Linked DNA regions of Hordeum vulgare: region 2 is linked to region 1. A link is a contact called in public Hi-C data. All regions are on one chromosome and are shown on one strand. The core of a region is the stretch at or near the end of the contact, and the rest is flanking DNA. Distances in the headings are between cores, read along the strand shown.

Evidence for each region. A called contact is a pair of places that touch in the nucleus more often than the background predicts.
Region 2: a Hi-C map of leaf shows a contact between it and region 1, with 4 times the contacts expected there. The contact joins the promoter of LOC123407286 here to the promoter of LOC123407618 in region 1. A contact is called at or near these places in 3 of 6 Hi-C or Micro-C datasets (leaf and seedling) and 1 of 1 datasets of contacts at active chromatin or transcription factors (embryo).

Annotation. Positions count from the first base shown.
Region 1 is chr7H:544,146,932-544,153,330 of MorexV3_pseudomolecules_assembly, reverse strand. It overlaps LOC123407618 (amino acid transporter AVT6A-like), which reads left to right and starts at 2,289. Exons shown (of 6, transcript XM_045100785.1): 1 at 2,289-2,484; 2 at 3,220-3,655; 3 at 4,184-4,336; 4 at 4,437-4,640; 5 at 4,721-5,186; 6 at 5,277-5,825. The coding sequence starts at 3,235. The coding sequence ends at 5,409.
Region 2 is chr7H:544,277,179-544,284,016 of MorexV3_pseudomolecules_assembly, reverse strand. LOC123407286 reads right to left here and starts at 1,442. Exons shown (of 1, transcript XM_045100392.1): 1 at 111-1,442. The coding sequence starts at 1,391. The coding sequence ends at 399.

The DNA of each region.
Region 1 (6,399 bases), core at 1,040-3,539:
TTTGTTGATGATATCCCAATGGCCTTGAAATGACTTTGAAGTCCGGCCAAAAGGGAACAACAAGATATGGTGATATTTGTCCCGATTATGTGCCAATAATTGTCATAGTATTGATCCTTGCCGACCACGGCGTCAAGTGAGACACTCTCCCATGCTTGAATCAAGCACACATCCTCCATCACCGTGTAGTTGTCGGTCCATCTCTCATCGAAGGTGAACACGACATCATGCGATAGGCGATGTTGGAACCAACATCTGCTTTTATGCAACCGACAACAGGCCAAAACGCTTGAACCGAGGTGCCCCCGTGCTACAACCATGGCGACCCGGGGAGCTGTAGCCACGGCGCCAAGATAACTGCAAATTGTGGTGCCCATGCTACAACCATGGATGCAAAAAGCTACATCCATTAGATAAAAACGCTTCAACCAGACTTTGAAACACATGAAAGTTGCAGCCGTTTAACAAAAATCTTCATCCCGCAGATGAAAAAGCTTCAACCAGAGATTGAGAAATCTTCAGTCGACCACTCCACTACAAAATGTATTGTTTCAGAACCAAAATGTTGGAATCAGATGCGTCATTTTTGCTGGAACCGGCGACATCCTTTGGTACAAACGACAACTTAATTCGTTGCAACCCTGCACGACAAGCTACAAACGACGATGACGAGACGTCTTTGCTGCAATCCCATTAATTTGTTGCTACTATCAGTGACTTTTTTTTCTACATCCATTTTTTGCACGGAAACTACCATACATGCTTCAACGGGATAAGATGTTGGTGGTGTCTTTCTGCGAACCACGACGACGGGGATGAGCACGACAACTATCTAGTTTGGAGTGGCGGGGAGGCGCAGGGCTCCAATCGGAGGCGATAGGAGGCACGACACTGCGTGAGGAAGAAGAATGTAGGGTGAATCATTTTGTTGCTGTTGATGGATCCAATGGCCCACGCGGTTCGCATCCAACGGTTGTGCATTGACCGGACAAAATGTCGGCCGGCCGACTAGGGCAAAATTTTGTGGTTTGATCCTCTTATGAAAGTTGATCGAGATCTAACCCTCGTTTGTATTTTTTTGGGGTCTGACCCTTTTCCTATCACCAGGGTCCATGAAGGTAGGGTATAACAGCCTACCGCCAAGGTCCCTGGCGGTAGGAAACTTATCCATGTCAGCACGACGCATCCCTACTGCCAAATAGGCTGACGGTAGCATGTACAACCCTACCGTCGAGGTGCCCGACTATAGTTGCGAACACGTATTGTATCCGATATTTTTTTACGGTAGGGCGTGCACCCCTACGGCCAGGGTCCTGCAGTAGGCTATTATACTCTTTCTTCATGGACCCTGGCGATAGAAAAATGACCAGATCCCAAAAAAATTTAAAGATAGATTAGATCTGGATCAACTTTGGTATAAGGGTCCAAACATCAAATTTGGGTCTCTTTAGGACTACTTCGCTTCAGCTGCGCTCTAAAAAATATAAGCCAAACAGGATAGCTTCACGACATGCCATTCCATAAAAAATTAGAATCATCTGCACAACTTCATGTTTTTTAGGAGGTACTTTAACAAAAATGTAGACGCTGGACTTGGAAGGAAATTATCCACCATTTTTCATGAGTAAGTGGATACCCCTTCGTTTCTCTACTCTCGTCCAATCGAATAGAGAATTTTATTGAATTTCCTATTCTTGAAGCTGGAGTTAAATGAAAGTCAAATCTTTTTTTTAAAGGATTACAAATTTTATATGAAACTGTTTTAAAATGAATTTAATGAAACGAAACTAATTTTGATGGAGTAGAGCTTCTCACGCCGTAGCCGCCGACTGGCGCAGTGTCCTTTTTCAATTTTCACAGAGAACGCGTGGTGTAGTAAACAAAGACGCTGTTGGTTCGGATGGCACTGTCACGCTCGTTGCCACGGGAAATGCGAGGCTCCGACCACCCCGCCGGCCGCCCTCCCGCCTCCCCCGCTGGCGCAACGCCTCCGCCGTCTTCCAACCTAGCGACCAGCACGGACGAAACTCCACCCCCCCCCCCCCCCCCAAATCCAATCGGCCGACACCACCTCGCCGGCCCCCGGCCCGCGCGCGCCCACCTGCAAGATTCCGAGGAGCACGAGACAGGGACGGGATCCCGAATCGGATTTTATTATTTCCGCCGACGTCGACGGGATCCATCCACTCGTGGGCGGGCGGGCGGGCTAGCGAGCGAGGGGACCTGTAGCGCGTGACAGCGAGAGGTTTGGATGGATGCAATGATTGATTAAGCCTTAACTGGAGGCAGCTCCGCGTCTCCTCGCTACAAAACGAGGCCGGCTGGAGCCTGGTGGCGGAAGAGAGAGACCGGAGAGAGAGAGAGAGAGAGAGAGAGAGGCGGCCTTCCCTCCACAGCCCACAAAGTTCTTCTCTGCTTTTGTCTGGCTCTGGTCGCGTCTGCTCCTTTGGCTTTCAGATCCCGGTGAGACTTCTGCTGGAAAGGTAACGCCCTTTTCTCCTCTTTTTTTCCCCTTGCCGTGAGTTCTTGGTCAGGATTCTTGCCTGGTATGGAGAAAACCGCATCTGTTCGTGCTGTGGATTTGTGATGGTAATGGGTTGTGTGGGGGTCAGTTGCGGTGTTAAATGGGATGTTACTTTTAGGACAGTTACTGGATGTATGTGCTAGGTGGGCAACTGGGCATGGACTGCATTTCTTTGGCTATGTAGGAACATTTAATCGAATGCCGTGTTTGTCGGTCGGGCCGGATTGTGTTGGATAAAAAAAGAAGCTTCAGCTGACTTGGCTGTGCTTGGGTCATATAGTTTGGATATCATTTCTCCATGTGATTTTGCCTCATCTGCAGGACATCAGTTGATTGAACTTTATATTGTTACTTATTAGCGAATCTTGGTCCTTAAATTCATCATCTAGCCCTTTGGTTCCGTAATTGTTTGTTGCTGTAGGATGCTTTGGTCTGTATACTCTGAACTACTGTGACTTTTGTCTTCTGAATGCTAGCTACCAGAGTTGTCTTGTTTCGGAATTTGCATTAAACAAGGCATCCTTCATTTATTTGAAGATTAAACTAAATACATAAGAGATGGAGATCAAGTTAAGTGTATCAAATTTCATAACAAACTGGAAAAAAATATCGAGAGAAAACACAAAGCGACTGATTTTAGCCAAATCAAATAGTCTATTGTGCTATATCATTGACTGAAATCCTTCCCTTCCAGGAGAGTGAAAAAGAAAATGGGTGTCGGGAACGGATCAGCAGACGTGAGCCAGCAGATGTCGCGCAATGAAATACGAGATGAGACTACGCCGCTTCTTCCGGTCAAGGTGGAGGAGGAGGGATTCCATGAGTTTAATGGAGCTTCATTCTCCGGGGCAGTTTTCAATCTCTCGACAACCATCGTTGGTGCTGGAATCATGGCCTTGCCTGCCAGCATCAAGATGCTGGGCCTCATTCCTGGCCTTCTGATGATCGTCTTTGTGGCATTGCTCACAGAGGCGTCCATTGACATGCTTATCAGGTGCAGCCACCAAGGAAAGATCACGTCATATGGGTGGCTGATGGGTGAGGCATACGGACAATGGGGAAGGATTGCGTTGCAGGCTTCTGTGGTTATAAACAACATCGGTGTGATGATTGTTTACATGATTATCATTGGTATTTCATCTAAGCTCAATACTTCTCCTTCCTGTTCTATGTGTTACTTTCGAACATTTTGTCATGCAACTTAAATTCACCAAGCGGGACTTGGTATGGATAATCCAGTGCTCCACCGGAGTATCTTTTATTCCACTAATAGAACCATTCAGGGCCTATGTTTGGAGACGAGTCATGGATAATTCCAAGTTGTTCTTGATTTTTTACTTGGAGCATATAAGTTCACTGCTTAGCTATGGGATTGGGGTTTCTTTAGTACATTGCTTTCAAGACAATTCGTCCATGAGCTCCTCATAAGTACTTTAACAACTTGTATACTATCAAAGTGGCAAATGGCCCTAGCTCCTTCTCCAAAGAAATAATTGGTCATTCTGAGGAATTTAGTAAAAACCATAAGATACCGGTTCAAACTTGAGCTAGTTAGAAGTCAGCTTCTTATCTTCAAGTCACATCTTTTACCTTAATAATTAAAATGACAGTTCTATTTGCACAAACTGTGATTAACGCTGACTATTAAACTTTTGATAGGCGATGTATTATCTGGAACGTCATCAGGCGGTGTTCATCATCGTGGCATATTGGAGGGCTGGTTTGGAGCACATTTGTGGAATTCTCGTGCCATTGTTCTTCTTGTGACAACTCTTTTTGTGTTTGCTCCGTTAGTGAGCTTTAAACGACTGGGTATGTGTTCATCTGTGCAAACCATGAAATAACTATTTTTCACCATGTCTGCTAATATTAGCTGCACGATATTAATCTTAAATCTTGTCATTTCTTATAGATTCATTGAGCTACACATCTGCACTATCAGTTGCTCTCGCTGTGATTTTTGTTGTTATTACTGCTGGGATTGCCATAATCAAAGTCTTCAATGGAACTGTAGCAATGCCCAAGCTTTTTCCAGAAATAGACAGTCTTAGTTCTGTCTGGAAGCTTTTTACAGCTGTACCTGTCCTTGTCACTGCCTACATCTGCCACTATAACGGTATGCAGTTTTATTCCCCAGCTAATCTTGCCATTATTCAATTATGTCGATTCTAAATGCATGTTTTCATGATTCCACAGTTCACAGCATTGACAATGAGCTTGAGGATAAAACACAAACTAAACCAATTGTGCGAACATCGCTGGCACTTTGCTCCAGTGTTTACATTGCCACAAGTTTCTTTGCTTATCTTCTCTTTGGAGAGGGTACACTGGATGATGTGCTCGCCAACTTTGATTCAAATCTTGGCATTCCGTTCAGCTCTGTCTTTAATGACATAGTCAGAGTGAGCTATGCCGCCCACGTCATGCTTGTCTTCCCAATCGTCTTCTTTGCCCTTAGGCTCAACTTGGATGGGCTACTCTTTCCCACGTCGAGGCACATTTCTCATGACAATAAGAGATTTACAATCATAACCATCTCACTCCTTGTGGTTATTTATACTGCTGCCATCTTCATACCAAGCATTTGGGATGCATTTCAGTTTACTGGTGCCACAGCTGCCGTCTTGATCGGTTTTATCTTTCCTGCGATGGTCATATTAAGGTACCTAAATAATGCTTCTGATTGGTAATATATTCCCTATTTTGCTAATCGCTCCCATATTAACACATAAACTCGGATTTTTTCTTCAAGGGATCCGTATGGAATCGCAACCAAGCGCGACAAGATCTTGGCTGTAACCATGATTGTGCTTGCTGTTGTCTCAAACTCTGTTGCCCTATACAGTGACGCAATGAACATCTTCCGTCGGAAAGAGGTAGCCTAAATTTCAGACTTCGAAGTTCAAAGGAAGGGTGTCACTGATGAGGAAGCACAGTTTCATATTACAAAATTCAGTGGCTTTGGAGGAAGATGGTTTGCTGGGATGCTGTAAAGCAAGATGATTGCTTGGTCAGCAACTCAGCATTGAGACCTGTCACATGGAAGAATTGGATGGTTGAAATTGTCAGGTCTTGTGTATATAAGCTGGCTCAACGTCGAATTGAGCCACTTGCAATATATGTATGTTCTTTTTTTGGCGCGAATATATGTGCCCACCCCAGATAGAAAAGAAAGCATTGCTGCAGAAAAGCTTGCTCTAGAATTATGTACAGTGTTCCTAGTATTTGAGTTGAGTTAAATATGTTTCATTCGAACCTAAACTTGAGGTTCCGAATAAAAATGAAGTGGCCATTGTTACCATCCTTTTCTTCTGAGGAAACCTGTAGATTTGATAAATTGCATGCAGATATTTGCATGAACTGGTGAGCTTTGTTCTGTTCCGCATAATGGAACCCAACTACTCCCTCCTTTCCTAAATATTTCATCTGTTCCAAAATAAGTGTCACAACTTTGTACTAGATCTAGTACAAAGTACAAAGTTGTACTAAGCTTAAAGACACTTATTTTGAGATGGAGGGAGTATAAGTCTTTTTAGAGATTCCACTACGGATTACATATGGATTTATATAGACATACTTTAGAGTATAGGTTCACTCATTTTGCTTCGTATGTAGTCTGTAGTGGAATCTCTAAAAAGACTTGTATTTACGAACAGAGGTACATCGAGTGCCAATGATGTTCAAAAGTGACTCGTTGACTGCCAATGATGCTCAAAAGTAGGATGGTCACCTTTGATGTGTTAAATATGGGAAGTGAAATTCAGAAACACCTCTTTGTACAGGTGGCCAACAAGTATGTTCATGTATACAGATTTGTCTTCCAACCGCATCATTCTATATTGTCAATGGGTTATGAGTGATAGAGGTAGAACTAG
Region 2 (6,838 bases), core at 193-2,692, 130 kb before region 1:
AGATTTTATTAAAGCATACCAGATTGATATTTGGTAGTACAGAAGAGTAACATCTATAATGATGTTCTGATATTATGATACTCATGCGGTAAGAAAAAGCAGTAGTCCAGTAGAAGAAAATGCTAATTGATTTGTCACAAACAATACGAATAAAACAAGCATCGAGTCAGCGACTTGGTTTTCTGTGTTATTGAATCAGCACGACATATATACAGAAGCTCTAACAATTGTTCTTACCAATCAGAAGTTCAGAACAGCTACATCAATCGACACTTAAAAACCAAAGAAGTATGACCCTGCAACCTCCAAGCATCCTAACTGAGCGCGTCAAGAGAGTGAGGTTTCTCACTTAACTTGGATGGAATTGCAACCAAGAAATGCCACCAAGAAACCCCTGCTCACATCTGCATAGGTGTACCCAACTGTGCTGTGGAACCACCAGCAGAACGCCGCCTCGCCCGCCGCTGCTCATAGTCGGGGTCATCAGTGGGCAGCTCATAACGGCATACCGGGCATGAGTTGCGTATGGCGAGCCACGGCCCAATGCACGCCCCATGGTAGACGTGCGCACACGGCAACCGTGTGGCGAGCTCCCCCTGCACGATCCCATCCTTGCACACGGCGCATCCCTGTGCAGCCTCCTTCCCACTGATGGCCACCACCTGGAGCCGCTCCACCACTGCCCGCGCCGCAGGTGGTGCCCCCCCCACAGTCACGTCCGCCATATGCCCCGGCAGCACCTCGAACTCATCGTCGTCCAGCGGCACCGGCAGCACCTCCCAGCCAACGCTCCGGAATATGTCGTCGAGGTCCCGGCCCTCGTCGCCAAAATCGAAGGGCGGCTCGTCGGAGAACATGGACTCGTCCTCCCCGCTGTCGATGCCCTCCATGACGCCCAGGATCTCCCGCTCGCTGAGGAAGCCGAACACGTCGGCATCGGCGTCGCCTCCTCCTCCTGCCGTCCCGCCCCCACCGCCGCCCCCAGGGACGGAGGCGTCTCCGGCCTCGGCGTCGGCGTCGTCGGCGATCTCCTCCCACTCGAGGCCGTTGGTGAGGTCCTCCTCGAGGTCGTTGGCGAGGTCCTCCTCGAGGCAGTCCCAGAAGGGCGGGGAGCGGGCCGGGGAGAGGCTGCGCATCCGAAGGAAGGACGGGGAGAGGCGGCCAAGGCCGAGGCTGAGGTCGAGGTCGTGGTCGGAGTCGAAGGAGAAGGGGGAGCCCGGGTCGGGGGTTAGGGTTTGAGATTCGATGTCGAAGTCGGGGGAGATGTCGGAGTGGGTGAAGTGGTGCTCCTCCTCGAAGGTGTCGGAGAAGGAGAGGTAGCCGGGCTCCCCCAGGGACCCCGGCCCGTCCTCGTCGATGCCGAGGAAGAACTCGTCGGCGAGCCCCGCCATGGCGGCAGAGGAGGGGAACGGGAGGGAGGGGAATTGAGGTGTGGTGGGGTGGGGCGGGGTGGGGTGGTCCGGCTCGGTCGTGGTCGTGTGGAGGCGTGGCGTCTCCGTCTCTGGTTGGTGGGCAAACTGGCTGGGCCACTCACCCACTCCGTCCGTCCGTCCTCACGCCGTCACGGCGTCACCTTCGTCGGAATACGTTTCTATGTTCATAATACGTAATCACATCATTTTAGCAGATCCGACAAACCCTCGTCCCGCAAAAATCTTTTACGGACTATTTTAAAACTTTTTGACGCGTTTACGGGATCTGTTCCGTATTGAAGGACTCCGATACAACAAAAAATAAATCATAAGACAAATATTGACAAGTGTTTACATATGAATACATAAAATTTATTATATATATATAACACCAGTTCATTACATCCAAAATCATGCACAACATACGAGGCAGTAAGTTTAGCCTTACAAATGCGTGATAAAAAAATGACCACGGGTTATAGAGAAAACAAACAACATTCTCACTGTTGCGAAGATCGTCGCCACCGCCACCGCCCTAGCACTTCCATCGCCATCATCTACGTTGACCGAAGAGTGAGTACCGTGATTTTCATGAACTTGGAACGGAAATAAGCACCACTGATACGGGGCAAATCCATGGGTATCGATCTTTTCACGCTTGAAGGGGAAAAGGGGGGAAAATCAAGAGAAACACACAAACTCAAGAACGATCTCCAATCACACATCCACGAGATCCACTCAAACACAAGAGGTACATAGATTCAAGTCAGCAAAAGAAAACACGTAACTGATAATCCTCCCTACGAGAGGGGTCTTGTATCCACGAGGGGATCTTCCCTACAAGAGGGGCCTTGGCATCTCTATGGATCTTCTCACATGGAGGGCATCTCCATGGGAGGAGGATAGTAGATGGAGCTAAGCTCAACAATAGGTTGTCAAAACATTAGCTAACCCTAGAACGAAACTAGCAGAAGAGTATTTATAGTCTACGTTGAAATAGAGGTCGAAGGGGTACATGGGTACTCGGAACCGAGTGGCTGCGCGCAGGTAGGCCGGAAGTTTCGGGTCAGACCGGAAGTTCCGGGGGCCGGACATTCCGGGCAGGTTCCGTAAGGTGATGACGAGATGATGTATATACTTCTCGCCCCTCGTTGGATACCCCAAGTGGAAGGTGCAGATGTAGTGAGCAGCAAATTTCCCTCACATAGAGATTGTAAGATTTATCGAACCAGGAGGACTCCTAGGCTCAACAAGTAGGTGTCTTCCACCCTGGCGCTAGCAGAAGACGTGGACATGCACACTCAACAAATAACTTTGCTCCCAACGAGTACAGAGAGGTTGTCAATCTCTCCGGTCTTGTAGTTTGCAAAGGATCAAAACACAAGCGGGATAGTACTCCCTCCTTTCCGGTTTATAGGGCTCAAATTTGAAATCTCATCAACCAAGGTGAATAGTGAGTGAATGACACTAGTTTTAACTACCCAATTAAATATTTCTCACATATTCAATTTCCAAGGGAATAAATGTAGCATCCTCCTTCTCATTGGACTTGGATACTGGATGTAGAAAACGATGTATGCATAGACACTTATCTCCTTTCTCTAAACTCTATGTATTAAATATGGTGTGGGACTCAAAGCAATTTAGCTCAATTAGACTCAAAATGAGCCTAATATAATGGAAATCTGAAAATTTTGAGATGAGCCCTATAAACCGGAAAGGAGGGAGTAATAGTGATTGCAACGGGAAAGTAAATGAAAGCGGTAAATGATGGAGGTGTAAACAATGATGGTGATATGGACCGGACTCACATGACGTTCACTAGCGATGTCTCTCTCCCAAAAGACGATAAACAACTATGCTAGGGTAAACAAATCACAGTTGGGCAATTGACAGAATTATGATCGCACCGCAATGCTAATTATGCTCCTTGATAGTTAGAGGTTCAATAGTAATGGGCAGTACGCCAAGACAAGTAGACCGTTTATTCATCAGCATCTACTTACTATTCATCCACCTTGAGATATCTATCCATAACATCTCTCCAGTATTAAGTTGCGAGCCCCACCCAAAGTGTAAACTCAAAGCAACGGACAACTGCATTAACGAACTATGTGTAAGGTAAACAATCCTTGCAATCATGGTCATAAGCACCATTGTTTTCTCCCTGGTGGCAACAAACACATCCCCTAGTCTCATGTTTCTGTCACTCAATCTAGACATCGAGGGGCCCGAACCCACAATCATGCATAACGCTCCCTCTTAGAGTTACGATCTACTACTTGGCCAAAGCAATAAAAAGCAACGGAGAACATGCATGAATCACTAAGGAACATAATATAAAAGGATAATCAAATATATGACTCATAACGATCTGAACATAATCTCATAATCCATCGGATCCCAACAAACCGATCATAGTAATAGCAAGAGAATAACATATATGCCTTGATCATGTAGGGCAGCTCACAAGGACTAACCATTAAAGCACAAGATTGGAGAGAAGACATCACATAGCTACTGGTCACGGACTCATGGTCCAAGGGAAACTACTCTCGGCACATCCGGGAGGCGTCCATGGTGGTGGAGAAGCTCTCGGAGGTCAATCCTCCCTCCGGTAGGGTGCCGGGAAGAGGTCTCGTGACGCTCCCGATCTTGGAAGCGCTGCGGTGACGGAGCGATGGAGAAATTCGCAATTCCTGAAAGTCTGCAAGGGTTTCCTCTCGGGACTCTAAATATAGGACAAAGGAGGGCACCGAAGGAGGTGGGACCCACCCAAGCGACCTCCTGGCGTGGCCTAGGGCCTGGTCGCGCCAGTAGGCCGCCTGGGAGGCCCATGGCCCTCCTTCGATGATCCAGAAGCTTCTATTTCGCTGATTTTTTTTATATTTTTTCTGAATTTTTTCGGGCTTCGAAAAATTGGGTAAAAGCCCCTGCAAAATTGACATCAGCAGACAGAAACTGGCACTGGGTGCACTGAGTTAGTAGGTTAGTCCAAATATGTGTAAAATGATATAAAAGTGTAGCAAAACATGTAACAATGTCACCCAGAAAATCATGGGACAAACTAAAATTATAGATACGTTTGGGACGTATCAACATCCACAAGCTTAATTTCTGCTCGTCCTCGAGTAGATAAATGATAACACAATAATTTCTATGGTGACATGCTAACACACATATAAGAACTTCAAAGTAAAGCAAGTGAGATATGCAATTCAAGTCAAGACAATAACAAGCAAGAGTCTATATCTAGTATGGAGTTTAGCAAAGTAAAAACATAAAGGTGCAAGAGCTCTCGTTGTCCGTGACTCGACTGTCTCCAAATGGTGTTTGCATGCAAGAAGTGGGAGATGGGTTCAGAGATAAAATATATTTTTTAATTGAGAACTCAATCTACTAAACCTCACACTTAGTCTCCTTCGGAATCTTATTTTGACTCATCCCCAGGCCACTTGTCAGGCACAAGTCAAAATGATCCTCTCCCTTTTTATTTTGAGCACTCATGCAATGAATGAGCGTAAGCAAGATATGTTGGCACTTAGGATGGAAAATAGAATAATGATGGGGAAGGAAGACAAAAAGGTGTGAAAGGCTCACATCATTGCGGACAAGCATAGGCGGGAGAAAGCCAAATGATAGATATGATGTGAGGAGTATGGATTGCCATGTAACGGATGCACATATGAGCTAAGGTAAGCTCTCCAATGGAACTAGTGGGGGTGCATCCAACTTGTTTGCTCATGAAGACCTATAGCTCATTTGAGGAGGCTCGTCATTGGAATATGCAAACCAAGTTCTATAGTGTAAGGGTCCCCACATAGTTATGCATGAATGATAGTCTCTATGTAGTACCAATATAGTAATGGAGTACAAGTGTGGATCTTTCAAAGGGAATAGTAGTGTTGCCCCCTTCTCTCTTTTTTTTTCTTTTTTTTTTCTTTTCTCTTTTTTTTATTTTGTGTGGCCTCTTTGGCTCTTTCTTTTTATCTCTCATTTGTCCTCTTTGGGATCTTTTGTTTTGTCCACTTTGGGATATTTTCCTCACTTAAGGGCAACACTCTATGTTTTACATGAATAGAAAGAAAAATCATCACGCTTTATAAGAAGTACTCAACATAAAGACAATTGAAAAACTATCATGATGTATGCAAATGTATGCATGTGCCAATGTAGCAGGATATGCAATAATACTAGCGCGTCATGTAGCAGTAATGAGGGCAAGGCCCAACTTGCATGCGGCTCTATGATCAAGCAAAAGCATGTATGACATGAAGATCAAGTCATGAGATGATGGATGTTACATGGCAATGTATCTCGGAAAGGCTATGGAAATGCCTTAATAGGTAGGTATGGTGGCTATTTTGAGAAAAGATATAATGAGGCTTATGTATGACAGAGCGTATCATGTCATGGGTTTGGATGCACCGACGGAGTTTGCACCAACTCTCAATGTGAGAAAGGGCAATGCACGGTACCGAAGAGGCTAGCAAAATATGGATGGTGGAAGTGCGAACAATCGAATACTCACATTAGTCCGAAGAACTCATACACTTATGATCGATAACTCTCTATCTAGTAGGAAATTCATAAAGAGACAAGTAACCCGAGGAGGAATGTTTGAGGGTTTGGTTATCCTTGCGCATCCTCGACTCATGGTAACGTGAGGATACTCTATATATTCCAACCCCTCCAGAGGTTAGCGGTCAATTTAGTAGCTAGAGTTTTCAACTAATTTTTAGTTTTGGAAAAACACACGAATTTCCCAAAATACGACACCTATCACTAATAGGCTCAAGCTCTTGGCACCAATAGTCCAAACATTACTCAAATCAATACCTCAAAACTATTGCAAGTTAATACTATACTTAAATAGCAACCTCAGTTACCTACTCATGCAAGACACACAACTCAGTGCAACAAGCCAACTCTCTAAACAAGATAAGCATGATAACTCAAGAGAGTTCCAAAATCAACCTAAATAAAAGCTCTTAAAAAGATAAGCATGAAAGCTAAGATCTAAGCATGACAGTAGCTATGAAAAGATGAAGAACACACAAAAATAATAAGCATGAAAACCTATGTTGTGTTCTATAGTGGAACGGAGCGTGTCTCTCTCCCAAACAAGGTAGGCTAGGTTCTGAATTGTTATGAACAACAAGCAAAACTAAAGCAAACTAAAACGCAAATAGCGGGACGCTCCAAGCATAGCACATATCATATGAAGTGATAAAAATATAGCATGGAGATGGACGACCTGATGATTGTTGATAGAGAAAGGGATGCACGGGAGCATCCCCAAGCTTAGACGCTTGAGTCTTCTTGAATATTTCTTGGGATGCATGGGAGCATCCCCAAGATTGAGCACTTGACACTCCTTTATCTTCTTTCATCACCTCTCCCATCGCATACTTGAAAACTCCATC